Linked DNA regions of Mus musculus: all the other regions are linked to region 2. Evidence: chromatin contacts called from public Hi-C and HiChIP or PLAC-seq data. All regions are on one chromosome and are shown on one strand. The core of a region is the stretch at or near the end of the contact, and the rest is flanking DNA. Distances in the headings are between cores, read along the strand shown.

What was found. HiChIP or PLAC-seq counts read pairs in DNA pulled down with a chosen protein or histone mark. A called contact is a pair of places that touch in the nucleus more often than the background predicts.
Region 1: a contact with region 2 is called in a Hi-C map of B cells, with 1.7 times the contacts expected there. The contact joins the enhancer-like site here to the promoter of Cr2 in region 2. A contact is called at or near these places in 14 of 39 promoter capture datasets (the 3T3-L1 cell line, 3T3-L1-derived adipocytes, the C10 cell line and 9 more), 1 of 15 datasets of contacts at CTCF or cohesin (large pre-B cells), 12 of 484 Hi-C or Micro-C datasets (the 63-12 cell line, B cells, CD4 T cells and 7 more), 1 of 115 datasets of contacts at active chromatin or transcription factors (embryonic stem cells) and 2 of 9 other capture datasets (adipose tissue and liver).
Region 3: a contact with region 2 is called in a CTCF HiChIP or PLAC-seq map of pro-B cells, with 3 times the contacts expected there. The contact joins the enhancer-like site here to the promoter of Cr2 in region 2. A contact is called at or near these places in 8 of 39 promoter capture datasets (the C10 cell line, the HPC-7 cell line, embryonic stem cells and 3 more), 2 of 15 datasets of contacts at CTCF or cohesin (large pre-B cells and pro-B cells), 12 of 484 Hi-C or Micro-C datasets (B cells, bone marrow-derived macrophages, conventional dendritic cells and 4 more) and 3 of 9 other capture datasets (adipose tissue, liver and pancreatic islet).

What each region holds. Positions count from the first base shown.
Region 1 is chr1:195,209,197-195,212,930 of GRCm38.p6, reverse strand. No RefSeq gene overlaps it. Among named protein-coding and RNA genes, the nearest start is that of Cr2, 34 kb to the right of the region's middle. Within about 2 kb of position 1,515, at least 5 of the 459 cell types and tissues checked have an H3K27ac peak or open chromatin away from gene starts, as enhancers often do. A contact at or near this core is called in B cells, where this site is marked.
Region 2 is chr1:195,174,954-195,178,695 of GRCm38.p6, reverse strand. Cr2 (complement receptor 2) reads left to right here and starts at 1,977. Exons shown (of 26, transcript NM_001368765.1): 1 at 1,977-2,143. The coding sequence starts at 2,086.
Region 3 is chr1:195,230,953-195,234,792 of GRCm38.p6, reverse strand. No RefSeq gene overlaps it. Among named protein-coding and RNA genes, the nearest start is that of Cr2, 56 kb to the right of the region's middle. Within about 2 kb of position 1,977, at least 8 of the 459 cell types and tissues checked have an H3K27ac peak or open chromatin away from gene starts, as enhancers often do. A contact at or near this core is called in B cells and pro-B cells, where this site is marked.

The DNA.
Region 1 (3,734 bases), core at 266-2,765, 35 kb before region 2:
AAGGGCGTTTCTGTTGATCTTAAAGAACATCATAACTAAAAGAAACTTGGCCAGAAAAGGGTTTAGTATGTCTTGCAACTCCCAGAAAACAATCCACCAAGGAGGGAATTCAGGACATCAGTAATAGTGTCAAGCCTTGTGGCCTTCCTCTGGGCTGGATCCAAATTTGGGTCCAGTCACTGGACCTCCTTTTCCTCAGGTTCTTCTCCACTTTTGTTCCTGCAGTTCTTTCAGACAGGAACAATTCTGGATCAGAGTTTTTGACTGTGGAGTAGCAACCCCATCCTTCCACTTGATACACTGTCTTTCTACAGGAGGTGGACTCTACAAGTCCCCTCTCCCCACTGTAGGACATTTCATCTAAGGTCCTTCCCTTTGAGTTCTGAGAATCTCACATCTCCCAGGTCTCTGTTACATTCTAGAGGATTCCCCTACCTCCTACCTCCCGAGGTTGCCTTTCTGCTGGTCCTCAGGGCTTCAGTCCTGTTTCCCACCTCCCCAACACCTGATTATGTTCCCCTTTTCCCCTTCCTGTTGACTTTCACACCCAGGTCCCTCCCTCTCTCCCTCCTGCCTTGTGATTGCTTTCTTCTCTCTCCCAAGTGGTCCTTCACTTGGGTCCTTCAGCTTGTTAGCCTTCTTGAGTTCTTTGGTTTGTATCCTGGGAATTCTGTACTATTTTTTGGCTAATATCCACTTATTAGTGAGCACATACCATGCATATTCTTTTGGGTCTGAGTTATCTCACTCAGGATGGTATTTTCTAGTTCCATCTGTTTGCCTGCAAAACTCATGGATACTTTAAAATTTCTATTTGATTGCTGTTCTATTTGGAGTCCTGGATAGTACAAATTAATATGATCCATAGCAGTGAAAATCTTCATATTCTGTCATTTTGGTTTCTTTTGATAGAAAAGTGTGGGCTGCCCGGCAGTGGTGGCACACGCCTTTAATCCCAGCACTTGGGAGGCAGAGGCAGGTGAATTTCTGAGTTGGAGGCCAGCCTGGTCTACAGAGTGAGTTCCAGGACAACCAGGGCTACACAGAGAAACCCTGTCTTGAAAAACCAAAACCAAAAAAAAAAAAAAAAAGAAGAGGAAAGAAAGAAGGAAAGAGAGAAAGAGAGAAAGAAAGAAAGAAAGAAAGAAAGAAAGAAAGAAAGAAAGAAAGAAAGAAAGAAAGAAAGGAGAAAAAGAAAAAGCAAAGCAAAGCATGGGCTGATAACATGATAACATATCCACTAAAAGTAAAAAATTATTCAAGAAAATGTTTTACTTAAAAGACAAATAGAATGCCTCCTATAACATAGGTCAAAGGAATATTGTGGTAGACTTGCTGACTCTTGAAGTTTCCTTAATCACACAAAATAATTAGGATACTGAATATAATAAATTCAAATTAATTTTAAATACAGAACTAATACTGGAAAGAAGCAAAGGAAATCCCTAGGTAGAAACAAATAAAATATTCAAAGTCAGTATAGTGAGCAAAACCTAAACTCAGTGACCCATGAAAAAGATAGAATAAGGTAAATTCCCCAAGGCCTAGAGTTTAACATGTACCAGGGTCATAGGCTTAAGTCTAAAGTCTTAAGAAAAGTTAAATTTAGAAATTAATTCTTTAAAATGAAAGCCAATCTATACCATAGCAACTAGACCATTGTACTCACTAAGCCACTGATGCTGAGAAGAAGAAGGTCAATGAATGTGTTCTGGGGAAGAAAACAGAAATGAGAAGCTTACCCCTACACCTTGCAGGAGGTGTTGTATGATTTGCATTACAGATCCGTCTGTGGAAAATTCCATATGATAAATTCTTAGTTTACTGAAATCCTTAGGAGTGTGAAAAAGCCAAACCTGTTTTTATCTCATAGATACCTTTATAAACATGTATACATTAATCTTCTGGAAACAACTCCATAAAGGATGAGTTCATAGTAAACTTTTATAATCCCAAAGACAAAGAAATACAAAAGAGAGAGAAATGGGATGCAAAAATCTAGAGAAATAAAAGAAATACAAGTGATAGAAAAATAACAAATTCCTTAAATATATTTCCAATGTTTAAAAAAGAAATAAAAGCCACTATACAATAATAAGACATAGTGAAAATGGTTAGTCATGATTTAGATACTTTATTTTTATTACTTTTAGTTATGGGTATATGCATGTGTATCTGTGAATATCTGAATGGGACAAGAGCCCATGGAGACCAGAGGCATCAGAAACCCCGAAGCTAGAGTTACAAACAGTTGTGAACCATATGATATGAATTCTGGGAACCAAACTCAGGTCCTCTAGAAGGACAGCAAATGTACTTAACTGCTGATCTATATCTCCAGCCCCAGTCATACATCTTTGTAAAGCAAAATTGAAGTTCTAAAAGCTAAAAATATGATAATTTAGATCCAGCTGTATAATTAGTAGAAGACTTGCTCTAATTTCATAAACAATAATCAAACATAACATATATGAAGTAATTAGTTTTCAACATTAAATAACAGCTAAGCAGAAGTATGGCCACTGAGAAAAGTGTGTTAGCTGATCTCTACACTAGACTCATTGTCTACTCAATGACAAATTTTGGATCTCAGAAGAGGAACAAAATTCAAAAAGACCACAGTGGACTCCTGAGCTGCAAGATATTGACATCCTTGTCAGCAAGTCTAGGGTAGCAAGAATTTTCTGGAACTGTAGTAGCAGAGAGAGCAACAGACAGATAAAAGCTCAGAAATCAGCAAACCTTGTGCTAGTGATGATGTAAGATTCAGTACAGAGCTGTGATCCTTGAGAGAATGTAGCAACAGGATGACAATAAGGATAACAGCCCCAGAGGTCCAGGACCTGAGTCAAGAAGATAAAGCTGGAGCTGCTAATTTTGTTCATATTTAAATCTTCCCATTTAGATAGTGGACTTCTTTCTTATGCTTTCCATCTCCATCCATACAAGGCTGAATCGAAGTCCAGTACTTACACAGGCTGTTGATTATACATTCTGGTCCATGTAAGTTATTCACTGAAATGTTCTTTGATGGTTCCTCATGCCTTTAAGTTTGGTAGGTTTCTCCAGCTTCTGTAATATACTTGAGACATGAAACCTTTTTTTTTTTTTAAAGGGGGAATTCCAATATGTATAATTTATGTATGCTGCCATTTCTTATAAGTTCAACATCCCAGAGCTATCAAAAAATCCATCCCTTGTCTGCTGTTTCATTGACCCTTTGGTGTCTGTGAAGCTGAATATCTGATGATTTTGGTATCTTTGGAACCCATCCTCTATAGGCATGGATGGATGACTATACTCACATATAACCAATTCTTAACCACTAAAAACCATTTTTTTCTCTGAAGTAAGTTTCATGTGCCCCACTTTGTCTTTTCCAAGCTCCTTATTTATTTTTTTCAAAAGTAAAAATCTTTTTACATTTCAAATAAAAGAGCTGAAGTTTTACAGATTATTTTTGATTTTTTTTTTTTTTTGCAAATTTCAACATGTTCTCAGGGTTTAAAAAGTTAAATTTAAATGGTCAATAGAATAGGAAAGAAAATAGAGAAATTACCAGAAATAGGTCATTTATACTTTAAAATATTATGCAGATAAATAATCATAGTTAAAATAAAGATGAAAATAAAAGTGATACATGATTGGGGAGAAAATTATAAAAATTATAAAGAAGATAAATACAAATTATTCATAATCACACCACAAAATTAAGATTTTTTTAGCACTTACCT
Region 2 (3,742 bases), core at 728-3,227:
TTATGTGATAAAAATTACTACTACCAATAAAAAGGACCATCAGGCAACATGTACCTACAGATAAGCACATAGCACCTATCCCATGATATCTCTACCTCAAAATATAAAATTTCAACCTAATTGTGAAAAAACATATCAAACCAAACTGAGTGATGCTGGTAACCAGCCTTCATGATGGTGCCCCTTCATCTCTGACTCCCAGTATTCCCATTCATGCATAGTGTCTCTCTGGCACTGAGAAGGGTTGATATTTGTTATCAGTAGATTATTCTCAAAGTATTATGACTGCTGGGGATTATGGAAGACATTCTGGCTTAGATCTTTTTTGATCTAGAAGAAGTTAGCTGCCATGAGGTGAGAATTTTCAGTTCCTGCTACCCAGCAGCCCAGTGACCACATGGTGAAGAAATGAGGAATCCAGTCAACAGCAACTGAGCGTCTTCTGTGTGACTTTTCCTGTCCCAATCAACTGGATGACTGTAGCGCAAGCTCTCATTTGGACCATAATATCAGGGGAGATGAAAAACTGCCAGTCTAGCTAAATTGACTCCAAATCATGATAGTACAAACTGGAAGGTACTATTTAGTCTCGCTTAATCCACTACTAATCATAGGGTAATTTGTTACTGTACTGTATAGTAGACAAATGATTTAAGAGCCATTTTTAGAAAATACTCTAACTATGTGTAGTTCAAAGATATAAAAAACTAACAACAAAAGAAACAACAAAATTCCAAGAGGTTGACAGGGCTCTGTTTGTAAAGCTATTTGTCAAGCAAGCATAAGGGCTTGAATTCAGATTTCTAGAATCTAGGTAAAAAGCTGCAGCCAATTTACCTGTAATCCTAGTGCAAGAGAGCCTGACACAGGCAGATGGAACTTACTGACCATCCAGTTTAGATAACCTGCAAGTTTAAGGGTCAGAGAAAGGCTTTGCCTCGAATAAGGGGGTGGAAAGCTGGCAAGAAAGACATTGATATTAGCTTCTAGTCTCCACACATCTTCATGTACACGTGCAAACCACATAAAACACACACACACACACACACACACACACACACACACACACACACACACATGCACACACACACACCTCCTACTCCCAAAGATCTTTTTCAAATTAAAGAAAGAGACATGGAAACTAAATATATAACACTGAAGTGTGGATAGTTTTGTTATTCTTATCATGCCGTAACAAAGATTATTGAGATATTCATCAAAACTTGAAGACAGTAAAAAATTATGAAAAACTACCTTACCAATATTAGTGTCTTGTAATTGATCATTTTACTATAGTTATATTGTCCTTATTTTTAGGAAATACACATTAAAATACTTAAAGAAGAGATAAATGTCTGTAATTTATTTAAAAAGTCAGAAATAACAATTACATAACACAATTGTATAGTCAAAATATATACTTTTATATATCTTTATAATTATATAGAGATAACATTTCTAAAATATTAACATTTAGAAAACCCCTTTACAGTTATACAGAAATTTGAAATTTCACTGTTTACACTAGAGTAAAAAGATTGTAATGCCAGGCAGTGTTATTTCTGAATTTCCACTTTAAGTAAAATAAGCTGTTTTCTCAAACTGAGAGTTGATTACATTAATGGGGTTTGAAACTGAATTAACTGGAACAAAACCCCAAACAGGTTTAAAGAATACAATACTGTAAATTAGCATATCATACGATCAGTAGGCATGAGTATTATTTTGTGAAATTCTTGTTTCAGATGTAGGGGGGTGGGAACGAGAAAGTTAATGTACTTGGCTGCTCAATCAACAAAATATAGGAAAGCCAGGCGTCGCAGAACCCAGCCTGAACCAAAAGCAGACTTCCCGGGGACCGCCCCTCTCTGCCTCTTCCGCCCCTAGTCACCTGCAGTTGTGCTTCACAAATCTTCAGTACCCAGCGCCACCGCGCGGAGCCGATGCTATTTAAGGGTCTGCTCCCCACTGCTTACAGCCAGCCGCAGGCAGCCAGCCCCGCAGGCAGCCAGCCCCGTCCTCTTCCTCTCCTTGCTACAGGCTCACAACTCACAGAGCGCAACCTGCCATTGGACTGCTGCACACATGGGATCCTTGGGTTCGCTCTGGGTTTTCTTCACTCTCATCACTCCAGGAGTTCTTGGTGAGCTGGGCACGGGAGCTCAAATACGGGAATTCCACCAGGGCTGGGAAACTTTCTGTGCCTACACAAAGGCTAGAGGACAAACCAGGGATGTGGGGCCAATGCTGGATACTTGGCTGTCCCTGACACCTTTGGAGATCCCTCTGTCTCCTGATGCAGAACGTCCCCACCTCTTCTGGGAGATGGATTATCACCATAGAAGGCTGAGACACTTATGGTCGCTTTGGAATGTGACTGCTGCATTGTTTTTGTTTTTGTTGTTGTTGTTGTTGTTGTTGTTGTTGTTGTTGTTTTTTGTGTGTGGGGGGGGTCTGCTCTCTTCTCCCTGGATTCCAGTCTCCAGGGAATTCATCAAGAGCTCACACAGTAGTGTCCCAATCTGTGCTCAAGAATTACAGACCTGCATGTGCCTCTTAGGCATGGAGCCACTGCTTCGGTTTTTAAAAAGAGTAACACCTGATTCTCCAATGTGGGTCTCAGATTTTTTATCTTTGATAGTATGTTTAAAAACTATCTTCAGTTAGTTTTTAAAGTTGAACATGAATTAAAACTATGACTTCTGTAGTGGTGTGTGCTTCTGTAGGTTCTCCTTCAGTGTTCTCTGTAAGTGGTGTGTGTGTGTATGTGTGTGTGTGTGTGTGTGTGTGTGTGTGTGTGTGTGCATGTGTGTGTGTTGTTGTTGTTGTTTCACAGATTGGCTTGCTTTTAAAGTAGTACCATTTATTCTGGTAGTGAAGGGATCAGGTATAAGACATTTACTGCAAAAACCTCAATGCTGAGTGGATTTTGGCAAGTCTCAGTATAACTTGTTCTCATAGTGAATAAATTCATAGGTTACTTACAGTAAACCTCAATGGCTGCGTGAATTTGGCAAGTTGGTTAGAGCCCTGACCCTCAGTTTTTCATATATAAAGTCAGAAATGAGCTGTGCTAACATCCCATGAAGGTGAAAGAAATCAGGAGCTGTCAGAGAAATTAAGTCAATTGGCACTTGACTGTTGACACTAAGGTAGCCGTTAGCAGCTAAGGATGGATCTGGTTGTTATAGGGTCTGAATATTATGTATTAGTTCTGCTACAATTTCTACTGGAAAATCAATTCTAGGGATGGCTGGACCTTATTTCATGTTCACTGATGAATATTTTATGCTCAGTACAATACTTTGGTTAACATACATGACTCTCATTTTTAAAAAAAATCATCCATATCCATCAGATAGCCAGGAAACCCAGTATTAAGGCATTTGATGATAATTCTCAATAATGATTTCCCTACTTCCTGTCTTCTGACCAACTTTTCAGATTTGTTTTTATTCTACATATAAATCCTCCATCTACTTCTAAATGATTTCTAAATCATCCGTGTAAAGCCTTTTACATCTAAATAGTTAATCTCTCCCTGTCCTCCAGAAGAATTTTCAGTGTTAGTCACTACTCCGATCTTCACTCCAGATCCTAGAAAGATGTAAAGAGAGAAAAGAGACTCATGAAAATTCCTATCATGTAATAGCTTGTAGGCTAGCCTTTCTTTTTCTTTGAAAAATCATTAAATGTGTTTATTTGTTTATCATTTGTGGGAAGTGTGTTCATTCAATGGCAT
Region 3 (3,840 bases), core at 728-3,227, 56 kb before region 2:
CAGATGTCAAAGAGGAAGTTTCTTTCTTGAAGATACAGATGTAAAATCACCTAACATGGCATTGGCTCTGTTAGTTGAGCCAAGTGCCTCTCTTTTACCACATACAAGATTAATAGATCCCCCTAAAATTGCCTTCAGCCCTTCTAGAGGAACCTAAGACCCCTGATAAAGTATTTTGTACAAAAGAGCCCGCTTGCATTTTTCCTATTTCCATTACAGTAGGGGGTTTCACAGCCAAGAAAATGAGGACCAGAGTGGAAAGATGGAGGCAGTGGCTGTTCAGACTCAGGAGCTCCTGCTCAAGCTGCAACAGAGCACCAGGTCTCCAATGCACACCAGACTCACCCTATTTGCTGGCAGGAAACCTGGCTCTGCCACCGGCTGCCTTGCTTGGGACCTGCACTGGACACAAGAGGAGCAGCTATGCCTTGGGCTCAGTGGGTAGGGCAAAAAGTGCTTTTAGAGGTAGCAGGCACAAAGTCAGACAAGTTCATAATGGCAAAAAGTCTAGAGTGCTTTCCTCCTTCAAGTATGGTATGCCCAGACCATTTTCTTTCACTTTGTGCCTTAATTCAGATCTCTTCTTTTTCTCGTTATTCTTTTTAGTTCATTCATTCGTTTCTTTCTCTTCCTTCCTTCCTTCCTTCCTTCCTTCCTTCCTTCCTTCCTTCCTTCCTTCCTTCCTTCCTTCCTTCCTTCTTTCCTTCCTTCCTTCCTCCCTCCCTCCCTTTCTCTCTCTCTTTCTTTCTCTCTCTTTCTCTTTTTCTTTCTTTCTTTCTACTAAGCTAAAGGACCAGCAATTTGATATTTTTTAACCTAATATTTTTGTGGTCTCTGTCTTGCATACTTACATACACACACAAACACACAAAAATCTTAAGTCTTTAATAGAATACACTTTAATAAGATACATTAGCCTAGCCCAACCTGTGAGCTGGGGACTGGGGTTTTTGGAGGCAATTGAACATTGGGGGTACCTCATCTCCAAGTCTCGATGCTTATGCCTCCAACTGCAAATGCTTATTGATTTTCAAAGTTTTCTTTGTCAGTGTATATGCGGGTGTCTGTGCACATATGTGCCACAATTTTCAGTTCTTAGTTTCCACCATGGGTCCCAGGGATTGAATTCAGGTAATCATACTATACAGCAAGTTCTTTTATCTGTGGAGTACCTTGCTTCTATTGCATGCATGCATGCAGGCATGCATGCGTGTGTGTGTGTGTGTGTGTGTGTGTGTGTGTGTGTGTGTGTGTGTAGTGTGTAATTTTCACATAAGTATGTGCTGTATATCTCTACTTCCTTACTATTTTACTTCCTTTCCTCTGTGCTTATCCTTGTCTATCATTTATTTTTGCCTCAGGACAGTTTTACTTTGTTCTTGCCATAGAGACATTCATGTGTTCACACTTTTGTACAAAATATAGAAACAAATACAGTGGGTGAAACAAAAATAAATTTTAAAAATAAAAATGTGTTATTTTTGTTCAGTATTCAGCAACATGCTTTTGTTCGATTTTTTTTCTAAAATTCATGTATAACAATTAATGGTCATTCAGCTTGAAAATTTTCCTTAATGATGATAATAGCGTTTTTCATTGATATTCTGGGGGTTTTCATAAATGTTATCATACTATCTGCAGATAAAATGATTTACCTCTGCCCTTTTTATTCTTATACATTTATATTAGTAAGTATCAACCAAAGCCTTCCATACAGTATTGTATGATAGCATAGAGCACAATGTCAACTTGTAATTCATACTAGTGACAGGACTAAAAGTGTCACATTTCTCCATCCTGACCACAGTTCTGTGCTGTCTATAAGGGTGGTCTCCACTTAGTAGGACTCAGTGGTACCACTCAGTAAATAGGGAAACAGAAGGGTGTTGTTTATGTGACCTTTTCTGGACAAACATCATCAGGTGCTTGTCTGAAGAAATGTGGATATGGATATAAGGTGTGGGGTGCCACCTTGTGGAAGAAAGTATTTAGTGCACTTGAGCTGTATCTTCTCCCATAGTTGTCTTGTCTGGCTCCAAGTCCCAAAGCTGGAGGAAACCTGAGTCACTCACACCACAAGCACTTAGTCTATAAGCCAAGTCAGATGTCTTGAATCTCTAAGCTAATCCCATATGCACTAATAGGAACTCAGTTGTGGTTATAGGACACCAAGAGGAATCTGCCTGTCATGGTGGTGGCCCACTATTAGTCCAAGAACTCAAGCAGGAGGGCAGAGGCAGGTAAATATCGGGGAGCAGAACATTCTACTCTATAAAAATATTTCCAGAATAAATACAAACAGAAAAAAACCTTCTGTTCCAAACTCTGATTTTCAGTAATTGATACTCAATATGAACGTGTCATTATAGATGTGTGTCCCTTCTGGGTGCAGATTGTAAGATAAACTTTATTATGCCAGGAGAATATTCATGAGAAAATAAACTAGAGCAGCCAGGCAGATAAGAACAGAAGTAATGGGGTTAGAGAGATGGTTCAGTGGTTAAGAGCGCTGGCTATTTTTCCCCAGACCCTAAGTTCAATTCCAAGAAGCCACAAGAATTCCATTATAGGTGTCTTACAACCATCTATAGTGAGTTCTAATGCCCTCTTCTGTCATGCAGGGGTAGATGCAGATAGACCACTCATATACATAGAATAAAAAAGAAAAATCTTCGATAGAAAAAAAGAAAAAATATTAAAACAATAATATTAGAATGTAAGACTAATTTTTACAGACAATATTTTGAAAGCCAAAGTAGCTGACTATGCTACTTTAAAAAAGCCTGGTGAGACGGCCCAGAGGATAAAGTTATTTGTTAATAAACCTGCATACCTGAGTTCAGCCCCTGGGCTCCACATGGTGGAAGAAAAGAACCAACTCCTGCAAGTTATTGTCTTATGTCAAGGCATATACATCTCTACCATCTCCAGTTAGTAAACAAACAAAAAGATCTGAGAAAAGAGGTGGAACTAAGCAGTCACAGTGAGAGCTGCTTTGCTTTTTAGGTCAATGCTATCAACAGATGCCATCAATTTTACCCTTCAATGATGTTTGGAGAACAGGAAGAATTCAATGGACATAAATCCCGTTTCCTGCTGAATTGCTTCAAGTTTTTCTCAATTTAGGATGATGATGTCTGTAAGATGCCACTTCCCCGCCCCCTGCCTCTCTCTATTACTCTCTGTCCTGAAACTCACTCTGTAGACCAGACTGGACTGACACTCAAAGATCCTACCTACCAATTGCACAAATTTTGATTTGTTTTGTTTTGGCAGGGTGGTTGAAGAGAAAGGCTGATGTCTGTGAATTTGAGGCTATTGAGCCAAAACAAAACAAAAAATATTCTGGCTTTCATTTTATAGAGACATGTTCCCTATAGTCATATTGTCTGTAGAACTTTGATCATGAAGGCATGCTGGATTGTATCAGAAAAGTTTTCTGTGTTTTGTACTGCAGGGTTTTTTGGTTTTTGTTTGTTTGTTTGTTTGTTTTTTTAACTTTCCTTTTCTTTCTTAAGATAGACAACTAGAGCTATAAATTTCACCAGGGTACATACATTGGGATGCTATTGAGAGACCAGACTAATTCTGTCTTGAGTTCAGGCTCCATCTTAGAGAACCTGACCTATGTTGAACTCCAGTTAACCAACAAGCCTGCCCAAGTTGATTATATATTCTGTTAGGTTCTGTGCCCTGGGAAACCAGTCATGATAGAAATCAGTAGAGCTGCTTTGTATAGTTACAATAAGTTTGGACCTGAGCCAACCATCCAGCAGCACTTCTTGCACCTGTGTATAACCTTTTATGGTTTTTGCTTTTAAAACCTGCTCCTGGGATGGA